Linked DNA regions of Rattus norvegicus: region 2 is linked to region 1. Evidence: chromatin contacts called from public Hi-C data. All regions are on one chromosome and are shown on one strand. Each heading gives the region's core, a stretch centred on a gene start, on an enhancer-like site or on the middle of the called end of the contact. The rest is flanking DNA. Distances are from core to core; before and after follow the strand shown. Region 1 overlaps Gna11 (G protein subunit alpha 11). Region 2 holds the start of Dohh (deoxyhypusine hydroxylase).

The links. Hi-C and Micro-C count contacts between places; a contact is called where the count stands out from the background.
Region 2: a contact with region 1 is called in a Hi-C map of liver, with 2.2 times the contacts expected there. The contact joins the promoter of Dohh here to the enhancer-like site in region 1. A contact is called at or near these places in 3 of 12 Hi-C or Micro-C datasets (frontal cortex, kidney and liver).

The regions. Positions count from the first base shown.
Region 1 is chr7:8,815,951-8,821,798 of GRCr8, forward strand. The region is part of intron 1 of Gna11 (G protein subunit alpha 11); the gene reads left to right. Among named protein-coding and RNA genes, the nearest start is that of Gna11, 4.6 kb to the left of the region's middle. Within about 2 kb of position 1,496, at least 35 of the 93 cell types and tissues checked have an H3K27ac peak or open chromatin away from gene starts, as enhancers often do. A contact at or near this core is called in liver, where this site is marked.
Region 2 is chr7:8,974,920-8,980,242 of GRCr8, forward strand. Dohh (deoxyhypusine hydroxylase) reads right to left here and starts at 2,106. Exons shown (of 5, transcript NM_001025006.2): 1 at 1,951-2,106.

The DNA of each region.
Region 1 (5,848 bases), core at 246-2,745:
GATTTCCAGGAAGGGAGGGATAAGAAGAGGACAGAGCAGTCCAGAGCAAACAGCAGTAGCCCCAAGGTAGCCATCTAGGGGGCACAGTGTGGCCCTAGCTGACCTTTGTAGAGGTTCAGCAGCTTTCTGGTGGGCTCAGTGGTAGAAGCTGCCAGGTAAGGGTGACATTGGGTGACTGAGCCCAATGATGTGTCATCCCAGCTCTGTTCTGTCTCCAAAGCTGGCTTTGAAGTCCCCTCGGATTCAGGAGTGCTCCCTGGCCCTCTGTGCTGTGACCAGGCTAAGCTGACCAGCAGCTAAAGGGCCTTGCATTGACCTGCACACAGCACCATGCCTCTACCCTAGGTGATTGGATTCTTAGCTGCCACCTGTGCCCTCAGGGCACCTGTCTGCAGTCACACCCTTCCACAGGAGTCTGGGAATTACTTTATAAGAGCAGAAGGATAAAGGGAGACAGGAGTGAGCTTTGGGCACTGCTCAGGTCTTGCTGTGAGGGCTTCCTGGAGGAGGTGACCATGACCTTGGTTCTCTGGCAGTTTGTTTGTTCCAGGTATTGGGGGTGGCGGTTCTGTGAGACCTGCTCCAACCTCCTGCCTGCAGCCTCACGGTCGCACTGTCCCTCATTTCACATCAGCTGTCTGGATAGGGTGGAGACCCTGTGCCCCACTGCCTGAGGTGGAAGCAGGCCAGGATTGCTGTCCTGGAGCCTGCCCTCCGGAGCAGGCAGGGTTCCCGCCACATACCCTGAGTGGTCCCTTCGGGGAGAGCCCCACTCTGTGTACAGGATTCTGACCTCTTTGTCCAGGTTTGAAGCCACCACCCTCATACTGGGACTGCATCTGTGAGGAACGGTCCAGTCTGGGAGTTTTGTGTTCTGTCCTGTTCTGCCAGTCCCTGTGTGTCCTGGAGAGAGTGTTCAGCCAGGCAAACAGTTGACTACTGGCTTGTTCTCAGGGTGGGCGTCCTGGTCACTGCAGGGTAATGAGCTGCATCCCTAGACATCACTCAGTGTACCCAGGCTTAGACACCCCACCTTGAGCCATCCATGGTGGTAACTGATATAAAATAACCTGCAGAACTAACTGGAGGCCAGTGCAAGTTCTCAGAGCTGAGGCTACACAGGACTTTGTGCCCCTTTCCTGTAGGGTGACACTCAGGTGGCTCAAGTAGTGAGCAGTGATGGTATAGGGTGACACTCAGGTGGCTCAAGTAGTGAGCATTGATGGTATGGGACTAGCAGGAGCGGCCTTTCCGGCTGACACAGATTCCAGCTCCACACTCAGTACAGCTGTTCAGACGTCCCAGTGGCTCAGACTCTGCAGACCCTAGGGGCCTCTGCCTCCCTGTATGGCTCCAGGCTAGAGCAGAGCAGTGCTGTCACTGGGGGGCCAGGCTCCCAGAACTCTCGCTTGGAAATCCCTGTCCCTTAGGCTGGGCAGGGCTGGGCCCGGCTTTCTAAATAAAGCAGGAGGTTGGCTCCCAGCTTCCTGTCCCGAGCCCGTGGGCTGGGCGGCCAAAGGCCGGGGATCCGGCGGGGGTGGCCCAAGGGTTGGGCCTGACTTCTGCCCTGGGAAGGAGGCCTCAGCTGGCTCCCTGCTTGTTGCTTCTGTCTCCAGACCCTGGTGGCTTCAGGTCATCCCTAGAGGCCAAGGATGCACCGCCCCTCCCTATGAGGTCCTTAACTGATTCCTAGCAAGACGTATTCCATCCCCAGCACCACACAAACCAGGTGTTTAGGGTGCAGGCCGGGGTGCAGGCAGGAAGATCAGGAGTTCAAGATCATCTCAGGCTATATAGGGAGTTTGAGCCCAGCCTGGGCAACATAAGACCCTGTCTCCAAAGGAGGGAACAGGTTGTATCTCTAAGGACTTGGAGTTTCCACCAGTACAGTGCTGTCCCTACTCTGGTGAGGCCTATCCTGAGTCTAAGGTGGCTGGAGCAGTGGTGACCTGCATGGGTTTGCCTTTTTCTCTACAGAGGACCCTCTTGCTCCAGCTGGCACACAGTACCGGTGGCTCTGCCACGGACAGGCTGTGTGGCCCTAGGGGCATGGTGAATACAGAGAGCGAGGTCAGCCCTTTGTCGGCCACTGACTTGGTGCCTTCAGGAGCCACTCAATGTCCCCCGGAGTTCCCGGGATAGTCAGATGTCATGGAGGGACGGACAGCAGGCTGGGGATAACAGCCGAGGCAGGGCAGGGCTGAGTGTCTGCAGGAGCCGAGTTGCATTCCGTGGCCCTGTACAGTGCACAGCATGTAGATGACCAAGTGTGAACAGGGCGGGGCTTCACCATTCAGCATCCCCGCTGTCCCATGTAGCCACCATGTTTGCAGGTCCATGCCTCAGTTTCCCTAGGGCTAGGTGGCTTTAGAGCTGGGGCGCCTGTGTCCACTCATTGCTGGGGATGTTTTTGCTGTTTCCTTGGTGGCTGCGCCATCACACACGGGCCTCTTCTTAGTGTGAGTGCTGGGCACATTGCTCCTGATTGTTCCCTGCAGGCCATTGTGCAGCATCTCCACCCTCTACCCACTGTGCCAGGACTCCCCCCCCCCCCCCCAGTGTGATGGTCACACCTGTCCTCAACATGCTTCTGGGCTGGAATCAAGGCGCCCATTGTCCCCATGCTGTGGCCCCTGCTTGGCACAGGGCACCCACACTGTGGGCTGTGCTGTTCTTATGGGCTGCCCTTTGGCCAATGGAATCAACTGCCTGCTGTGTACAAGGGACAACCTGGGCAACCCCACAGGCCCTCAGCCAGAGGGATGGGACATGCTATGGGCTGTGTGTAAGGCAGCGTGGCACCCACTACAGTGTGCCCTGCACTCTGGCGTGTTCTTGGAGACTCCACACCAGTACCCATAGCAGTGTCCCTAGATCTGTGCTCAGGGTGTCATGCTGCCAACTGCAAGGGTTCTCTGTCTTTATTACAGTGTGGTGCCGGTGTCCCCAGACTCCCCCTCTGCAGGGGACTGACCACACTGGCTTCTGGGTCACCACAAGGTCTGAGGGTGGCTGAGTGACAGAATGTGGTCACTCTAGGGGACAGGGTGATGTTGCTTCATGGCCATCCTCCAGGTCATGGCTCCACATGGTCAGCAGTGGTCCCCTGCCATGGGTAGCTGTCTTCAGAGTTGGGCCTGCCCACCATTGACAGCGCTGACCCCAGGCCTGGCATGGCAGTGACACTATGGCTGGTGGGGACAGCCCTTGTCATGGGTGTCAGCACAGCTCTGTAATGAGGGCTGACATACCAAGGTCTGCACTCACCCTAGTAACCTGGTTTGTGCCCACAGGTGTCCGGAAGGGCCATGTGGTGGACACAGGGGACTGGCACAGCACTGTGTGGACTCAGGAGCCTGACAAGCATCATTGAGTGTTACAGGGGAGGGGACCCGGCCCTTTGCAGGGGTTCTGGGCCTTGCCTAGAGGAGGAACAGGGTTTTGTTTTCTGCCTTGTAGCCTGAGCTGGCTCACAGCCACTATGTAGCTGGTGGTGACCTTGAGTTTGAGTCTCCTGCGTCCACCTGGAGCCGGTGCTGGGGTGACAGGTTCTCCCCTGAGCCGGGTGTATGGAGTGCTGGAGCTGGGACTCGGTGCCCAGTGGGTACTCTACCTCTCAGCTGCGGCTTACACGCTGGTTTCACACTTCCCACACACAGTGCAGGTTTGCTCCACACCTTCCCTCCAGAGGTGTAAATCAGGGAGGCTGAACCTTCAGACTGCCTGGGTGTGGTGCATGCCTTTGATCCCAGCACTGAGGAGGCAGAGCCAGGTAGACCTGTGAGTTCTGGGTCAGCCTGGGCTACAGAGTGAAATCCTGTCCAAAAAGGATCTTGAACGAAACCTTCCACCAGGTGGACAAGCAAACCTTTGCTGTCAACCAGTGTCAGCTATGGACTGAGTCGCGGAGCCTGGTGCCTGTGCCGAATGATGTGTGGAGGCAAGGCAAGGTCACAGCAGGCGTCTCTGGTTCTGTGGAGTTTCATAAAGGCCTGAGGTAGCCCAGTGCACCGAGTGCAGCTACTCAGTGAGGTGTAGAAGGCTCACTTTGGCTGCTGTACAGTAGGTGATACACGTCCTATCTATCAGCCACTAGTGTGGCCTGTGGCCCTCTGAGGCCATCAGTGTCCACACCTTGGGCTCCCTGGGAGACTTTGCTACCAGCCTGGAGATAAGATCATGGTGGTAAGTCCAGAGGCTAATGTATGTGGCCTGTGACTGCTGGTGGCAACTGCCACTGGGTAGCTGTGACTTTGACTACCCAGGGCTGTCACGAGACAGGACCAGGCCTTACAGCCGCAGCACACAGGTGTGCGCAGGCCTGTCAGCCAGCCACTTCACTGCTCCTTGACTCAGTTCCCTGAAGTGGACCTCAGTGACAGTTCTGTAACTGAGTCTGTGGGTGCTGTGGTAGCTTGGGCTCTACACCAGCCCAGAGGTGACACTTCCTCCCCTGACTCTTATTTTAAGTTGGGGTCTGAGTGTCTGAGGCTCACATGGGAGGGGGTGAGCTTGGTAGATACAAGTGTAGCTCTGCCTCCTCCAGGTCCGAGCCTGCTCCCCAGGTCAGGAGGGCTTCCCGTCTCACCTTCCCTCACTACACTGCAGGTTCTGCCACCTGCAGCCATCTGGCCACCTTGTGGGGCAGCGCTGACTCCCATACCGCCTGCATTAAAACACTGAGTCCAGATGTGAGTGCCAGGACAGGGCAACACAGCTCCAGTCTACATGCATCCAACCTCATTCACCCACCTACACAGCTAGCATATATCCACCCACCCACATACCCATTCATCTATCTATTCATCCATCCATCCACCCATCCACCCACCACCTATCCACCCACCCAATAACCCACCCATTCACCCAACCACCCACCCATCTATCTAACCACCCACCCACCCATCCATCTACCCTCCCACCTACCCACCCACTCACCCATCCACCACCCATCTATCCACCCACTCATCTAACCACCCACTCACCCATCTAACCACCCACCCATCCACCCATCTATCTACCCTCCCACCTACCCACCCACCAATCTACCCACCCACTCACCCATCCACCCACCCATCTATCCACTCACCCTCCCACCTACCCACCCACCCACCAATCTACCCACACACTCACCCATCCACCCACCCACACACTACCCACTCACCACCCACTCACCCATCTAACCACCCACCCTCCCACTCACCCATCCACCCACCCATCTACCCACACACTCACCCATCCACCCACCCACCACCCACTCACCACCCACCCACCCATCTACCCACACACTCACCCATCCACGCATCAATTCTTCTGCCCCCTCACATGTATTCATTTATCCCTTCTTCCAACCATCTGTTTATCCACTGGTCTGACTGCCCCTCCTTTACAGCATCTTCTTCCTTGTCCTGCCATCCTCCTAGGGTGGAGGCTCAGTCCCTCTGTGTCCTCTCGCTCTAGGTGGGAACTCTGATCAACCTATTTTAGTCTGGCTGGTGGCCACCCTTTCTCGCCGTCTACTTGGTGCTAGCACAGCATGGCCCCTGTTAGTGGTGCAGTGGGCTTGCTGTGTGATGTACCAGCTTCAGCCTTGTCCTCCTCCATGGGTACCTCTGACTTTCAGGGAACACCTGCAGGAAGATGCCTGCAGAACTCCAACATCACGACACCCAGCACAGACCCTGCTGAGGACTGCAGGGTACATGGCTTCAGTGGCTGTCCAGAGCATGCGTGTATAGTGCTGGTGTCAGTCTGTGGACTCGGAGCTGTGAAACAGATTAGTGCGGTCAGACCTCCTAGGAACACCATGCCCAGCATCCTCAGGAAAGGCACCAGCTGGGTGTTCTTT
Region 2 (5,323 bases), core at 856-3,355, 160 kb after region 1:
AAGGCCCTGGGTTCGGTCCCCAGCTCCGAAAAAAAGAACCAAAAAAAAAAAAAAAAAAAAAAAAAGAAGGAGAAGACCCAGGCTGGAGAGATGGCTCAGCGGTTAAGAGCACTGACTGCTCTTCCAGAGGTCCTGAGTTCAATTCCCAGCAACCACATGGTGGCTCATGACCACCTGTAATGAGATCTGATGCCCTCTTCTGGTGCATCTGAAGACAGCTACAGTGTACTCATATATAATAAATGAATAAATCTTAAAGAAAAAAAAAAAGGAGAAGACCCATGCTATGGAACACACCTACATAACTGCCGTTCCAGCCCCAGGGCTAAGACAGAAGGATCCCGAGTTCCAGTCCACAGAACTTTCTCCACATCCACCACCCTCCACCAAGGTGTGTGTGGGGGTGGGGGTGAGCAGAGCACTCTTCAAGGCCATCTTGGTTTTTGGCATCGGCTTCACAATCCAGAGCGGCCCATGGTTTTTGCTGTGCAGTTCAAGTAAGTTACTTTCTGTCTCTGGGCCTCAGGTTCAATGGCTTCTCCCCTATGTATCTGCCACAAGCTCCACACATTGCCCAGAGAGGCACGAACAGAAGTCAGGCCCTGGGCATGCAGACCTAGCCCTAAATCATGTTCCCCATTGGGAGGGATCTCCCCACCCCAACCAGTGACCTCCCCTCCTGGACTCAACCCTGAAACTGAGAATGCATTCCTTCAGGACAGCTCGGATGATCTAGAAACTCTGTCAGTTGTAAAATGGATCTCATCCCTGCCCAGAGTGACTCTCAACACCTTACTACTGGGGCTTCCCTGTAGCCCTCAAATCCCATTGGGATACACTTCGTCCTTCCTCTCTTCCCTCTGAACTTCTTCCTGTTCCTGACTTTGCACAGCTTTTACCCTGTGCGTGACCCCACGCAGGATAGCACACCCACAATGACAGGTGTTTTCTTTCCCGGATGAATTAAGTGGAACCAGACGTACAAGAGGGCGCGACCCTGTCAGCCAGCTAAACACTAGTAAAGACGACAGCAGACGCATACATAACACACTGGACTAACAGGCTGTGGTAAACTAGAAGGCATTCTGGGCTCTAGTGTCATCCTCGGGCCCTGGGTTTAATGAGGCAGGTATGACTGCCTCACCATGGACCCCATAAGACAGTCACACCTTGGGGTTGGGGATTTAGCTCAGTGGTAGAGCGCTTGCCTAGGAAGCGCAAGGCCCCAGCTCCGAAAAAAAGAACCAAAAAAAAAAAAAAAAAAAAAAAGACAGTCACACCTTGAAAATGGAATTAATCAACAAACATGAAGCAGGTCCACCGGAACTGGCAGCCACTGTGCGGCAGTAAGACCACCTCCCAGGGTTGGGGATTTAGCTCAGTGGTAGCCCAAGGCCCTGGGTTCGGTCCTCAGCTCCGGGGAAAAAAAAAAAAAAGACCACCTCCCGATTTACCTATATCAACAACAGAGGAGACCAAATATCTTGTGGGTCCAAGAGTGCGGCCCATTAGAAGTATGGGGCTTCCCTCTAATTCAAAAAGGCTCCAGGGCTGGGCAGGCCCGAGAAGAGGAGGCTGACCAGGAAGATAACCGGTCCCAGGAGATCTTGTCCCCAAATACTTAGGCTGAGTGATTACGCGCGGGCCGGGCCTGCACGAAGCCCCAGTTCACCCTAGCATCTGGCAAGCCCCTCACAGGCGGCAAACCTGAGCACCGGATAGGAAGAGGCTAGAGTTCGGGGCCATTCGTAGTTACACAGTGTGTTGGAGGCTAGCCTGGGCTACATGATACCCTGTGTCAAATACGCAAGTAAAAAAGGGCAAAGTCGTCCAATTCCCTTCGGAAACCCTGACGGTGCCCTGACGTCCCCACACCGGCAATCCCTGCGCGCCCGGGCAGAGAGTACCTCAGAACGGAAGCTCCCCGAAGGCACTTCCGGCACTGCTTACCCTGCTTTCGACTATAAGGACTGGTCACTGAGCTCTGGTCACTCGGGACAGGTAGAAGCGGGTCGCGGCCACAGCTCCGAGAACAAGTCAGCTGACGAACCTCGCGCACCGTCCGCTGGGCGCCGCCATCTTGGTGGCCACGTGATCAGACGGGGCGGAACCATCGCCGCGACTAGGGGTGTTCAAAGACAGAGCGATACGGCAGCGACGCCTCGGGACTGTCCTAAAAGCCGGAGAAGCGACTTCCGGTTTTCCTCCGGAAGAAGTCTTTCCGACTTTCCCCCATAGAGAAAAGAAAATGGTATTATCCTATTCAAAGAGCAACAGCGACGATCCCCACAGAACGTGCGCAGGTTCTAATAGGCGTGGCGGTGTTCTAGAAGGCGGCGGCCAGAGGTCTGTGGGACCAAACAAATGGAGAAAAAGAAATAAAATAGGAGTTCTGGGACTGGAGAGTGGCTCAGTGGTTAAGAGCACAAACTGCTCTTCCAGAGGTCCTGAGTTCAAATTCCAACGACCAACCATCTGTAATAGGGTCTGATGCCGCCCTCTTCTGGTGTGTCTGAGGACAGCTACAGTGTACTCACATAAATATTAAAAAAAACAAGAGGTTGGGGATTTAGCTTAGTGGTAGAGCGCTTGCCTAGGCCCTGGGTTCAGTTCTGAGCTCCGGAGTTCTGAGCAATCTCAGCAGTGAGGGCACTTGCAGTCAATTTGAGGACATGAGTTCGATCCTGGGGAGCCACAGGCTATATGGCAGTGACATGACCATAAAATCGAAGTTTAAAATTTTAGGGGTTGGGGATTTAGCTCAGTGGTAGAGCGCTTGCCTAGGAAGCGCAAGGCCCTGGGTTCAATCCCCAGCTCCGAAAAAAAGAACCAAAAAAAAATTTTTTTTAAATATGTGTGTGGAAATAAATATCATGAAGTTCACTAATTTTTTAACGATTTATTTTACATGCACGGGTTTTGCCTGGACGTGTGTTTATGTGAGGGCTTCAGATCCCCTGAGAGTTGTGAGTCACCATGTGGGTGGCTGGGAACTGAACCTGGGTCCTCTGGAAGAGCAGCCAGTACACTTGACCACTGAGCATGTCTCCAGTCCCATGAAGTCCATTATCACAGAATTAATTTGTGGTAAAAATGTCTTAAAAATAAAAATGAAGACAAAAATAGGCTGTGTATTATCAGAATGCTACCTGGAAGGAAGCCTGTTATTATATAGGCTTGTATGATACATGTATATAAATGTAGAAAATGCAAATGTGAGTAGACAGGATAAAAATACACAATGCAAGCCACCATGTGGGTGCTGGGATTTGAACTCCGAACCTCTGGAAGAGCAGTCAGTGCTCTAACCACTGAGCCATCTCTCCAGCCCCAAAATACACAATGCATATGCCCAAAAATACAAAGTAAAATGAACATTAGACTGGAAATGAATTTTTTTAAGAATTATTTATTTTATGAATGTGAATACACTGTAGCTGTCTTCAGACACACCAGGAGAGGGCATCTGATCCCATTACAGATGGTTGTGAGCCACCATGTGGTTGCTGGGAATTGAACTCAGGACCTCTGAAAGAACAGTCAATGCTCTTTTTTTTTTTTTTTATAAGATTTATTTATTTTACGCATACAAGTACACTGTAGCTGTCTTCAGACCAGAAGAGGGCATCTGATCCCTTTACAGATGGTTGTGAGCCACCATGTGGTTGCTGAGAGTTGAACTCAGGGCCTCTGGAAGAGCAGTCAGTGCTCTTAACCGCTGAGCCATCTCTCCAGCCCACAGTCAATGCTCTTAACCACTGAGCCATCTCTCCAGCCCCGGAAATTAATTTTTAAAACATTTAATAACTGGGCACGCTGCCTCACATCTTTAAATCACAGCACTTGGGAGGCAGAGGCAGGTGGAGCTGTGTGAGTTCGAGGCCAGGTCTACACAAGTTCCAGCTAGAACTATACAGTAAAAACCTGCCTTAAAATATCAGTGAAAACCCCATCCACGCTGAGCTGCAGCTCTTTTATAGACAGTCCTCCATGGGCAAGCAGTGTGGGTGGGAAAGCACAGTGGAGTTGGCACTGCCAGGCCCAGATGCACCTTCTCATTTCTTGGTTGGATTTTTCCTTTGGATGCTTGTTGTTGAGACCAGCATCTTGCTCTGCAGACCAGGGCTGGCCTCCAACATGGGACACTGCTCCTGAGTCCTGGGACCACAGATCACAAATGTCCACCTACATCCTGTGGGCTCTGAAAGCTGGCTTTCCCAGGTGAGGTGTGTGCGGAGGCAGGAGAATGCCAGGAACACACTGGCCCACCGGCCTGCTCCAATGGGTGAGCCCCAGGTCGAGTGAGAGACCAGTTCTCAAAACATAAGACAGAGAGCTTGAAGAAATGCCTCCATCCATGCCCGGCACATGCATAGAATAAATAACAAACATGGCCGCAGGAACAGACAGCACTGGTACCTTTGCCACAAGGCACAGCGCCAACGAATGTTTACAGCTTCAGGAAAGGCTGTGGTTGCTGGAGCAGATCGCAGGATCGGGTGATACCAGGTGTGATCCAGCCCCCCATACCAGCCAATGGGAAGGGATGGACCCAGGGGTGTAGGAAGCAGATATGAACTCAGAATGAGGCTGGTGTGCCAGACCTTGGCGTACTGCCGAGGCCGCCCTGGGAGTAACTGATACCAAAAAATACTGCCCAGGACCCAGAAACGATGACTTCAGCAGCTTTTCGGTGGTGGTGATAAGTCCATCATCCGTGAGGCTACAGGCCCGTCTCCCCTCAGAGGAGTTTTTCTGCTTCACCAGCTCGTGTTGGTTAGCTAGTAGTGGATAACTTGTGGCTCCATCACCCCTGTCTTTGTAAAGACAAGACAGTTTTGTTAGCCCAGCAGTGGACACCCCACCTTTAATCCCAGCACTCGGAGGCAAAGGCAGGCTCTTAACTTTGAGGTCAGCCTGGTCTACAAAGTGAATGCAGGACAGCCAGGCCTAAAAACAGTAACCCCTGATCTGAAAACAAAACAAAGAGAAAAGTGGGGTTTGTTGTTGAAATGACCCCTATGTCTCTTCCTGCTCCAGGGCCCTGTAGGATCACAAGCCTGTGTCACTGAGATTGGCTGCTTGGCTCTGTTATCATTTTATTTTTACATTTATGGGCAGATTGCATATGCCAAGGTGCCATGTGCAGAAGTCAGCTCCTCTTTCCACTGTGTGTGTTCTGAGGATTGAATTCAGGTTCCTTAGCTTGGTCTCACTGGCCCCGTGACTTGAAATCTGAACTCCTGTCTCATGTTTGCAGAGCAAACATGTTACCCACTGTGCCACTGCCCACACCTCAAAATTTAATACAATTTTTCATCTA